3 separate regions of the Macaca mulatta genome follow, and regions 1 and 2 are each linked to region 3. A link is a contact called in public Hi-C data. All regions are on one chromosome and are shown on one strand. Each heading gives the region's core, a stretch centred on a gene start, on an enhancer-like site or on the middle of the called end of the contact. The rest is flanking DNA. Distances are from core to core; before and after follow the strand shown. Region 1 holds the start of SMC4 (structural maintenance of chromosomes 4). Region 2 holds the start of PPM1L (protein phosphatase, Mg2+/Mn2+ dependent 1L). Region 3 holds the start of KPNA4 (karyopherin subunit alpha 4).

Region 1 (3,573 bases), core at 844-3,343, 170 kb before region 3:
GACAAAAGGAGGAAACTGTCAAGCATATACCTAAAAAATGACGGAACTTACGATTCTGTTTTCTATATTACATCTTTCCACTACAATGTGCTCTGTTCCCCCAAATACACCACTCAATTTGGTCTATACTTTTTTTTTTTTTTTTTTGAGACGCTGTTTCGCTTTTGTTGCCCAGGCTGGAGTGCAAAAGCGCTATCTCGGCTCACCGCAACCTCCACTTCCCGGATTCAAGCGATTCTCCTGCCTCAGCCTCCCTAGTAGCTGGGATTACAGGCATGCTCCACCGTGTCCGGCTAATTTTTTATTTTTAGTAGAGACGGGGTTTCTCCATGTTGGTCAGGCTGGTCTCGAACTCCCAACCTCAGGTGATCCGCATAGTTGATACCTCTCCAACTCAGGTTTTGTAGTGTTTTACAACCTTTGGAAATGCAAAAATTCCAGAAGCTCTCAAAGATAATCCTTATATCTTCTTGGTATGCTTACCAGTCAAAAAACTTTTTTTCATTAAGCTTTATTTCTATAGTTTATGAAAACAATAGTTTTTAACTTCAAACATAAAGATATATCACGATATTGAGTCTATGCTTATTTAAAACACACCAGCCTCCCAACTTCACCAAATTCTTACAATTGGTTGGGAGGGCCGTGGCTCTCCACGCCTTTTTGAGAATCACTGAACCTGACTTCATGCTCTTCGAGAGAAGAACCATAATATATTTAGAGTGATCATGTAAATTCATTCAGAAGGCAGATTTTTTGGTGCTTTAACATGCCAGACCCTAAGTAAGCAAAAGTTGAAGAAAAAAAAAAAAGAGGCTAGTAGTTCTCAATGTCAAGTACTTAAGAGTTGTTGCATGAATACTGGAGATAGTCAAATGAGATGGTGGCTCTTTAACAATGCAGGGAATTAGGAGCAAGTATGAGATTCTGATTAAAGCTGTAGGAAAACTAACTTCCCAAAAAAATGCACATAGAATTATGTATACAATGTTAGGCGAGTTATGAACTGTGAAACTCAATCACCTACCACCAGATCCACAGACCTCAGGTTAAAAACCCACTAAAACTAAAATTCCTGTTCTCGGGGAACAGGAATTGCCAAACTTGCTTACTAATCCTAATTATGTCATATCTAGTGCAATGTATACAAAAGCTACTTAGGGAATATTTGCTGATCGATAATTTCCTCATAAAAATAACCCGAACACTGGCGAGTCGTTTTTTCCATTAAAGAGCCTTTTAGTCAAACTATTTTAAAAGACCGAAACCTTTCACTAGTAACAACAATGATCTAAAAAGCAGTAACTCGAAAATCGTTATTGAGCTATTCACATGTGGACTAAGCTATCACTAATCCAGGTCTTCTTCTAGTTGTCTCTCTACTCCCTTCAAATTCAGGGCTTCCTCCTTCTCATCTCAAAAGCTACACCCAGAGCCTCGCTGCCGCCAGGGAGACAGAAAATGATGCTCCACGAAGCACACACCTTCAAAACAAGAAAGATGGGATCCAGTGACGCCTACAACTTCCAAACCCTTTTCCCACCAGGTCCAGAGGTGAAGAGAGTTACCTCAAGTTCCAGGAAAGCGGTGGCGATTGCTCTGAAATACCTGGTACCAGTTACCAAGAAGCCTCCCGACCTCCCCGTCACCATAGTGACTTCTTAGAGTTACGCTCCCTTCCTCTTCCCGCGATACTTTTACGCGGCACGTCATCCGAGTGGGCCAGAGACCCCGCCTCTCGGTGAGCCCGCCCTCTTCTGAAGAGGCGTTTCTGGACCACTGAGCCCCGCCTCCCGCTGTGAGCGGAACCCTACCCTTTTCAAAAAACTATTTTTCAAAACTTGCCAGGTTGTTTTTCCAAATATTTTTAATAATAGTGCTGCTGTTGTAGACCACAGAGAAAACAATCCCTCGCTCTTCCTTTTCACTTAGTAGAAACTTCTACCGCGTAGGTCACGCCAGGAGCTCGCGCATGCGCAGGAGCGACCATAAGATGGCGGTGGTAATCGCCGCACTTTTTTTCAAATTAGTGGATCCCAGAAATCATTGCGCGCATTTGTAACGAATTTCCGTTCGAGTTTGTATTTTAGGCGCCATTTTCGAGTGAAGGACCCGGAGCCGAAACACCGGTAGGAGCAGAGAGGTGGATACTACACAACCGTTTCCAGCTTTGGTCTGAGCGGACTGTCTCGCAGGTAAAGTACTTCTCTTCCTGGTCAGGTTGTCACGCTCTTACTTCCTGCCTTGTCTGCGAGCGCCTGGAAAATAGAGGCCTTGAGCCGGAGCGACGAAGTCCGGGCTGAGGCTGCCGCTGGGAGATTTCTCTTGCTGTCACCCCTCCCCCCTCGGCCGCTCCCGGGCGGCCCGGGCTCCCGCGCGCAACTCCCGGGCGCCACTTTTCCAAGCTACTCAGACGTCTTGGGGAGGCCCCGAGCCTCGCAGATCTCTTCTTTAAAAAATCCTAGTCTCTATCTGGGAAAGGGCGTCTCCCCCTACCCCTCTCTCTTCTGCCAAGGGACTAGTCACCGGGTCTCAGCCTTCGCTGGTGACCTTTCATGGTTTACTGTCCAACGGGACTCCGCCCGGGGAGCTGGAGAGACAAACTCTTGCCACCCCAAAATTAGCAAGCGCTGCCAGCGTCCGACTTGAAGTTGTTAGTGGTTGGTTCCAGCCTTCGCCCTTAGCGGTCGGATCGCGGAGAGGAGGGAGACCTCGTTATGCTTCGGGCCGTCAACGGCACCGGGAGCTAAAAGGCGGGCAGACGAAAGCGGGCGGCGAGTCGCCAGTTAAGTCCTCACCGTTCTAGAGAGAGTTGTTAGCCGCGGGATCCTGACCCTGACACGAACTCGTTTCTCCCTGTCGGTGCGCTTGCATCCCTGGCGCCGAGAGCGTGGGAATGTCCGGAAATGCCGGCGTATGGGAGTTCCTCCGTTAGAAATGCGTTAGCGAGTATTACACGCTTATACTGTGGGCGGACGGGTGGAGGGCTTTTAAAAAAATAAATAAGCAGTTGCTCAGTCCTTGATTGATCCTCAGGCACCTCTAGTTTTTCTCACTTACATAGGTCTTGTTAAGAAACCAGTCCTGCCTTCTTGCCACTGGTGTCTTTCGATGGCTCCCTTCCCGAACTCCCACTGCCTCTAAGCGGGGTGTTAAGCGGGGCTCATGGAAGCCGGTGGACCGAGGTTTCCCCGGGTGGGGCGGGCGCGGTGTAGCAGCCCGCGGGCTCACTTGCTCCCGGCTCTCCCTCGGCCCCAGCAACCATGCCCCGTAAAGGCACCCAGCCCTCCACTGCCCGGCGCAGAGAGGAAGGGCCGCCGCCGTCCCCTGACGGCGCCAGCAGCGACACGGAGCCTGAGCCGCCGTCCGGCCGCGCGGAGAGCCCAGCCACCGCCGCAGGTGAGTGACCCGCCGCGACTCCTCAGGAACGCGCGCCCAGCCCGAGGCTGGCTGGGGTTGTTGAGCGCGGGCTAGAGGCTGCGGGGTTGAAGTCTGAAGATCCGGTGTCGGTCCCGTAGAGGCTTAGGAGAGCCATTTGGCAACTTTGAGATAAGACTCCCGTGCAATTTTGGT
Region 2 (3,663 bases), core at 95-2,594, 180 kb after region 3:
CTTATTTTTTATTTTTAGAAAAGGAATGGGGATCACATCAAGGCAGAAGTGTTTGTTGGGTGACAGACACTGGCTTGGCTGGGATCAAGCAGCCTCTCTGCTCTTCAGCCCAGCGGACTGGAAGAAGCAGATCAGCACTCTTCTTCCTGGACAGGGGTAGTGAAAATGAGTATTTTCCTTCAAAGCTCACTTCTTTCCGTATTTTAAGCGGACGCGGACATTGTTCTTTTCTCGTGCCTTCCCACCTTCAAGACCCACCAACACCTGCCTGCCCACATTTCGAGTTATCCTCCTCGGCTCCTGCAAGCCCGCACTCTTCTCCAGGGCGGCTACTCTCCGCTCATCCAGACTCCCGCCCCCAACTGAGCCTTCTTCCTGCGATGACCGAGGAGGTGGAAGGAGACCACCACTTCCGAGCTTCCAAGGGACCTTCAAACCTGAACCGCAGAGTCAGAGCCCTCGCCCCGTAGAAGAGTCAGGTGCGCCCGGGGGCCCCCATCGGAAGCTTCGTGCCTCCCCGTGGAAAGGTTGCGAGCAGGCAAGGCCTTCGTGGCCGCTGAGTCCCCTGCTCCAGGGGCGGCGGCCGCTCTCAGAAAGAGCGGCCTTTCTCGTCCCTCCCGAGGTTATCGTCAGAGTGCACTTCCTTGGGGAAACAGAGGTCATTCTCTCGAGTCCCCCCTTTCTGCTGTTTTCGGGAGGAAGAAGGTCGCTAGACCCAGGCTAGCTCCCCGACTCTTGAGAGAGCCGGGAAGGCCTCTGTTGCTGAACGCCGAGACCGCGGCCAGCGGCCAGGTCGTCTCCCTATCGCTTTGCAAGCCGGGAGAAGTGCGTCCCTTCTCGCTTGCCTTATGCCTGGCGAAGAGGGGACCGCACTACAGTGCTGCCGCCGAAGGGGGGAACGCTCACGTGCAACTCTCGGCTTCCCAGTGAGCAGCAGTAGCTCCTGGAAAACCAACGCTAAGACTACCAGGGTCAGTATTAGCTTGTCTTAGGAGCCGGCACAGGGGGAAGGAACAACCATTCGCAAGAGCTAGATAGCTGACCTCCCTCTTTTCTCCCCCTTGGCTGGCCTGGACCGCCTGGGGCTGCGAGCACGCACCGGCGGCCGCGGAACTTGCTCAGCCTCTGACAGCTCGGTGGGAACACCTCCGAGTGTTGAGTCCCGACTTAAGGGGCGGGACGGGGCGGGGTGAGCGCGCGCGGGGCGGAGCGCGCGCGAGCCGGGACGCGAGGAGGGAGCGCGCGAGTGAAGCGGCACCGAGCCGAGCCGAGCCGAGCCGAGCCGAGCGGAGCCGAGCCAAGCCGAGCCGAGCGGAGCTGGGAGGTGCCTGGGGAGAGGCAGGCAGAGCCCCGCTGGCCGCCTGCGGCTCAGTACTGATCGTGCCGCGTCGCCGGGCTCTGCGTACCCCTGCCTCTGCCCAGGCATCCGCAAAACTTTTATTCTCTGGGGCCCCAGGGGGTGTGTGAAGGAATTGGAACGTTCGGCCATCTCCGCGCTCCCCTGCGGCGGCGACCGAGGGGACCTGCATCCCTTGTCCGCCGGGCTGTGGAGCCCTGCGCCTCACCTGCTGATCGCTCCCGGGAATCTCGAGGGGCACCCCCGGAGGGACCGCGCGGGCGCTGGCGCCCCTGAACTCTCCCGCTCACCGCGGCAGACCCGCCCGGCGCAACTTTAACTTGATTCCTCTTGCCCAATCGGGGCATCCGCGGCTGCTGCTGAGGCGGCTGCTGCTACCGCTGCCGCCGCTGTCTCACAAAGGGGCTGAGGAGGGGAGGCGGCGCGGGCGGCAGGGACGGGCCTCCGGGCCGCCGAGGCGGGGAGACAAAAGGGAAGCTGCCTGTGCTCGCGCTGCCCGCTCGGAGCCGCCTGCTCGGCTGCCTCCGGCTGGGTTCCGCGAGCCTCGCCCCCACCCTCGGGCACTGCTCCACCTCCCTCCCGGCTGGCTGTCCCCGCAGTGCTCCCGGACCCGGCGAGCCTTCGGGGCGCGCGTCGCTGGTGGTGGTTGAGGCTCTAGCGATAATAAATGATAGAGGATACAATGACTTTGCTGTCTCTGCTGGGTCGCATCATGCGCTACTTCTTGCTGAGACCCGAGACGCTTTTCCTGCTGTGCATCAGCTTGGCTCTGTGGAGTTACTTCTTCCACACTGACGAGGTGAAGACCATCGTGAAGTCCAGCCGGGACGCTGTGAAAATGGTGAAGGGCAAGGTAGCCGAGATCATGCAGAACGATCGACTCGGGGGGCTTGATGTGCTGGAGGCCGAATTTTCCAAGACCTGGGAGTTCAAGAGCCACAACGTGGCGGTGTATTCCATCCAGGGCCGAAGAGACCACATGGAGGACCGCTTCGAAGTTCTCACGGATCTGGCCAACAAGACGCACCCGTCCATCTTCGGGATCTTCGACGGGCACGGGGGAGAGGTAGGAGCTACCCGGGGCTTTGTATTTGTGTCTGTGTATATGTCGTGTGCGTGTGTGCGCGCGCGCGTGTCTGTGTGTGTGTGTGTGTGTGTATAAACAGGACAGCGTGTGCGCAGCGTGAGAGGATCTGGGTGCGAGGGGCGTGGTGATGACACCATGGTACCTGGCTGGACAAATGCGGCTCAAGTTGCCAAAAGCACTGCTCGATCCAGACTTCTTGGGGCTGAGGGTCCACTTTAGGGAAAGGAGAGTCATCCGCAGCATATTTGTTGCTACTTAATACGAGGTTCCCAAGGCTGGAACCCAGCAAACACTGTGCTAGCTTAGCAAGGAGAATTAATGGTATCTCCAGTGAACTTTGGTCCCAGACCCCAGTGCCCTTGTTCTAGGGTTTGAGTTGAACTAGGCACAGAGAAGGAAGACAACATCTTTTATGCTTCATTAGGAAAAGAGACTATACCTGCAGAGCGAGCTCATTGAGGGTGAAGGAAGCTGTGACTCCTTCCCATCGCCTTCACTCTAGGGAGGAATCCGAGGGGCTGCTCTGCGCTTCTTTCCAACTCTATCAACTTTACAAGTGCAATCGGGCCAATTGACAGGAGCGCCTCGCTGGCCGCTTGTTTTTACCAGGATCTCAGAGCAGGACCTAGATGTCTCTGGCCTTTGCAGAGGTGGCTATGCCCGCAAAGGAGGCGGTGCCTTGACCTCACCCTTGCGCCCTGGCGGGCTTGGGGGTGCAGAAGTCGCCCTGCTTCTAGATTCCTTTGTTTGTGGTTCATCTGGAAACAGGAGATAGCTAGAGGCCGGTTCAGTTCCCTCTCCCACATTTCAGCAGCACCCGGGTTGTGCGCTGAGGCCCAGATTTCCTGGAGGTTAGGCAAGGGTTGGCTCTGATCGTTGCGCATTGGCCCAGGCAAAGTGAGAGGCTAATGTGGCTCTAGCGCCATGCTCCAAAGAACACTGGACCAATCACCCCATCTCTCAATTTGGCAGTTTGTAACGGGTTCTTTGCCGCATACTCTTTGTTTTCCCTTTTGGCGGCATACTTTTCTTATTCTTAACCCCTTCCTGTTTTTGATTACACCCTTCCCCTGAACTCCCATACAAGTTTTCCCCCAACTTTCTTCTCTGCCCTCTGATCTCTGGGTAGGCTGTAGGGAACTGCAGGGACTGCCATTCTTTTTCAATCATTTGCTTGTTCTTTGGCCTTTGTTTTGGGTAAACATTGAGAAAGCTTTCA
Region 3 (3,535 bases), core at 183-2,682:
TCTAAACTATTAAAGCTGAAGGGAAGAAGTCTTCTATCAAAAATCTCAGTGGGGTGTGTGGGTATGCGTGTGTGAATGCATGTATTTAAACCATACGCCCCATGTAGACAATCTGGGGAGCAGCTGTATCTAAGACAATGATTTTTTTTTTTCTTTTTTAAATAATCAAACGTGATGGTGCCATTCCCTAGCCCACCCCATCCCCCACTACCACCACCAGCAGGTGGAGGGAAAGGATACTGTAGACTAGAGGATGACAGCTTTGTATAACCCTTTGGACTTTATATGTAAGAATGCAGCTGGTGGTCTCCTCTCAGGAGGGGGTAAAGAGATTTGTGGACAAGCTGAAATAAGGGGTATCCTTTGCCTGGAAGAGGGCACACCGTGAGCCACATCTTGAATCAGCTATATCCAGAGTAAAACACAGGCCGCTGGAAGGCACTGTTAGCATCACCAGGATGGCCTCTCACGCCGGGGGTGTTTTTTTCAACGGAGAAGTTGTCCTGTAGTTTGGATATTGGGGGGAGGCAGGGGTAAAGCGGGAGTCGGGAAGACCAGAAAAAATGCCTTTAAGTGGAGACGCCTCAGGCCTCGCTGAGGAAGTTCAGAGCCCCACTCGGTCGCCACACGCTCACCCTCCCACCCCCACCGCCCTCCTTCCCGCAGCGCCAGACGTCGGTGCCCGAGCGAGAGCCGGAATCTCCGCCGCTGCCAGGGAGGGCCGCGGCCCGGGCCGGGCAGCGCCGACCGCACACGCACGCCTCCTCCGCACGCGCCGCGCCCGGCCTCCCCGCCGCGCGGCCCGACCCCTCGCACCCGCACCGGGCCGGCTCTGCCGGGCAGGCCTAGGCCGCGCCGGCCGTACCCGGGCACCTCGCTCCCCGGCGGAGGCGGAGCAGGCCCGACATAAACTTCCCGGCGCGCTAGCAGAGGCGTCACGGACGGGCCGGCCCCCAGCGCCATTCCCCGAGGCCCGGAGGCGGCTCCCGCCCCTACTCCCCACACTCGGGGTCCCGGCGGAGACCGGCCCCAGGCCCACGGCCCCCACCCCTCCGGCGTCGTCCAGCAGTTTACCTCCAAGTCGCGGCCTTTGTTCTTGAAATTCTTGAGCCGTTGGTTGTCCAGTTTCTCGTTGTCCGCCATGGCCGGGCCGGTGACTCCTTCCCCCGCCCGGGCCCCGCGGGATCCGCCCCAACCACCGCGCCGCACCGACACTCCCAGGAACCGGGTCGCCGCCTGAGCTGCTGTGCTCGCCGCGCCGCCGCTTCCTTCCTCCTCTCACCTGCCTCCGCCGCGGCCTTCTCCTCTCCCCGCCCGCCCCCCCGCCCTAACCCCAGCGCGACTGCAGCTCCGGCAAAGACAACTGTGGGGCCGGGCGGCGGCAACGGCGGCGGAATGTGCTGCCGGCTGAGAGGGGGAGGCAGCCTCGATCTGAGGGCCCCGGAGCTGCGGCCACGCCCATCGCCTCCAGCCCAGCTCGCCCATTGGCCAACCAGGCTCCGGTGCGTTCGACCAATGGGAAGGGGCGATGGAGAGCCGGGGCGGAAAGAGCGAACGGAAAGGGGAAGCGAACGACGCTGGGAGGAGCCGGCTCGGGGCCGGGAGGGGTGCGGCTGGGGTAGGCAGGGAAGGACCACGTGCCTTCGGAGAGATGGGGAGGAAGCGACAGAGAAGTACACTTCAGGGGAAACCAGCAAGGGGAAGGAGAGGCCGGGGAACGCAGCAGGGCGAGTTGTTTTGCATCACTCGTCCGGGAAGCCCTAGATGCAGGGGTCCAGGGTCGAGACTGCGTTAAAGTAACGTTCTTCTCTCCCCGGGCGCGCCCTGTCTTCCTGGGCATTCCTTGCGCTCTCTGTTCGCTTTGCAGAGAGATCTGAGCTTCGCTCTTTCCCAGGTCGGACGCTCGCAGCTCCGTTCCCGGGCTGGGGCTCCCTGCCGTCCAGGGTCGAGTCTGGGGGCCAGGACCTGCAGGGATGACGTGAGTTGAGGAGGCTCAGCGGAAAGCGACAGGAACGCTGGGTGGAAAAGGAAAGGGCCCAGTAGACGTATCTGATTTATCTTCTGTGACTAAGCGCCCGCAACAGGTAGGAATTTAGGCAGAGCTGGTGATCCTTGGACAATAGCACTTCCTAGGTAATTCGTCTTAGAAAGTTAAAGAAGCTGCTTGACCACAAAGTATGAACTTCTGGAGGGCGGAGCCCGTGGCAGCTGACAGGGAATATTGTCTGTTGAGAAAGGAAATGAATTCCAGGGATACCAGGGACAACAACATTACCAGAGGCAGAAATGACACGAGATACAAAAGAACGTATTCAAAAATTTCACAAAACAGAAATGGAAAATTATCTTAAAATATATTGAAATATCAACGAATAACATCTCAAATGTCCAGGGATATGTAAAGCAGCAACTCTGGTCGGAAGCAAGGAATCGAGGCGTTGGGTGTGTTTAAACTTGGCTAGGCAGGGAGAAGAGACCCTGATACAAACTCCTTCAGAATCGTTGACTCCCGGTCCTTTCTAGTGTATTTTTTGAGCAGAACAACGTGCAGAGATAAATGTTTAAAATGCATATGTTTCTTAGGGAAACACTTTTAAAGCCAACAGAGGGGAATTTTTTTTTAAGTTAAAATGGAAGAAGTCAGTGGGTTTAACAGATGTGAACAACTGAGTTTCCTTTGGGGGAGAGGTAATGAAAAGAGCCGGAGTACTTTAGGAATCACTTTGGAGAGGATATTGTAGTGGGGGAAAGGAAAGTAAAAACTTAGGAAGCAGAGTAGTACCTTTAAAGTCGTCAATACTTTATAGACCATCAACTGGGCTATGGACAACAGAAGCTGTGCCTGGGAATAACTCACACTGAAGGTTAACTTGAATATAAATTTAGAACAGATCTTAAATACAAATGATGATGTTCATTATAAAATGTTATTCCTCAAAGAGTCATTTAATTGAAGTAACATTGTATTTGCATACCAGAGCACTGATGTTTTTCAAAATGTGTTTAGGATAAGAAAATTCACTTGAAAAGCTGGAGTATGTGTGTATTTTGTGCCATCATGGATTTTATCATAAGCAGTGTTCAAGAAAACAAATTACCAGCGAATTCCCACCCTATGAATAAAAGTTACCTTGTCAACGTATCAATAGATGAACATTTTGTTACTTCTTGGAATACATGTCATGGTAGCTTTCATGATGAAGTTTATAGAAGTGTCCGTTACATGTCTTCGTGTCTCCAGCTACAACTGAGTGTCTCTGATGATTAAACAACAACCCGAGTTTTCTCTCTGCAGAAGACTCCTAAAAAAGGGTTGCAATTAGTTACCAACTCAGAAAGATGCAATACAAATAGGAAATAACCGCAATTTATGATTTTATTTGTTTATCTAAAATCTGTCTTCCTCCCTAGACAGTAAGCTCTCTGAAGTTAAGAAGCATAGTTGTTTTGTTCACTACTGTATACCCAGCACCTAATAGTACTTGGCACATAAGTACTCAGGAACTATTTGTCAAATGCAAGAACGTATGCCCCG

The links. Hi-C and Micro-C count contacts between places; a contact is called where the count stands out from the background.
Region 1: a contact with region 3 is called in a Hi-C map of cortical neurons, with 6 times the contacts expected there. The contact joins the promoter of SMC4 here to the promoter of KPNA4 in region 3. A contact is called at or near these places in 2 of 14 Hi-C or Micro-C datasets (cortical neurons and fetal cortex germinal zone).
Region 2: a contact with region 3 is called in a Hi-C map of fetal cortical plate, with 2.2 times the contacts expected there. The contact joins the promoter of PPM1L here to the promoter of KPNA4 in region 3. A contact is called at or near these places in 4 of 14 Hi-C or Micro-C datasets (CD4 T cells, fetal cortex germinal zone, fetal cortical plate and 1 more).

Annotation. Positions count from the first base shown.
Region 1 is chr2:63,564,648-63,568,220 of T2T-MMU8v2.0, forward strand. It overlaps SMC4 (structural maintenance of chromosomes 4), which reads left to right and starts at 2,094. Exons shown (of 24, transcript NM_001261676.1): 1 at 2,094-2,195; 2 at 3,259-3,399. The coding sequence starts at 3,264. IFT80 (intraflagellar transport 80) reads right to left here and starts at 1,671. Exons shown (of 22, transcript XR_013413625.1): 1 at 1,569-1,671.
Region 2 is chr2:63,917,952-63,921,614 of T2T-MMU8v2.0, forward strand. PPM1L (protein phosphatase, Mg2+/Mn2+ dependent 1L) reads left to right here and starts at 1,345. Exons shown (of 4, transcript XM_015131708.3): 1 at 1,345-2,423. The coding sequence starts at 2,025.
Region 3 is chr2:63,734,650-63,738,184 of T2T-MMU8v2.0, forward strand. KPNA4 (karyopherin subunit alpha 4) reads right to left here and starts at 1,433. Exons shown (of 17, transcript XM_001097222.5): 1 at 1,075-1,433. The coding sequence starts at 1,143.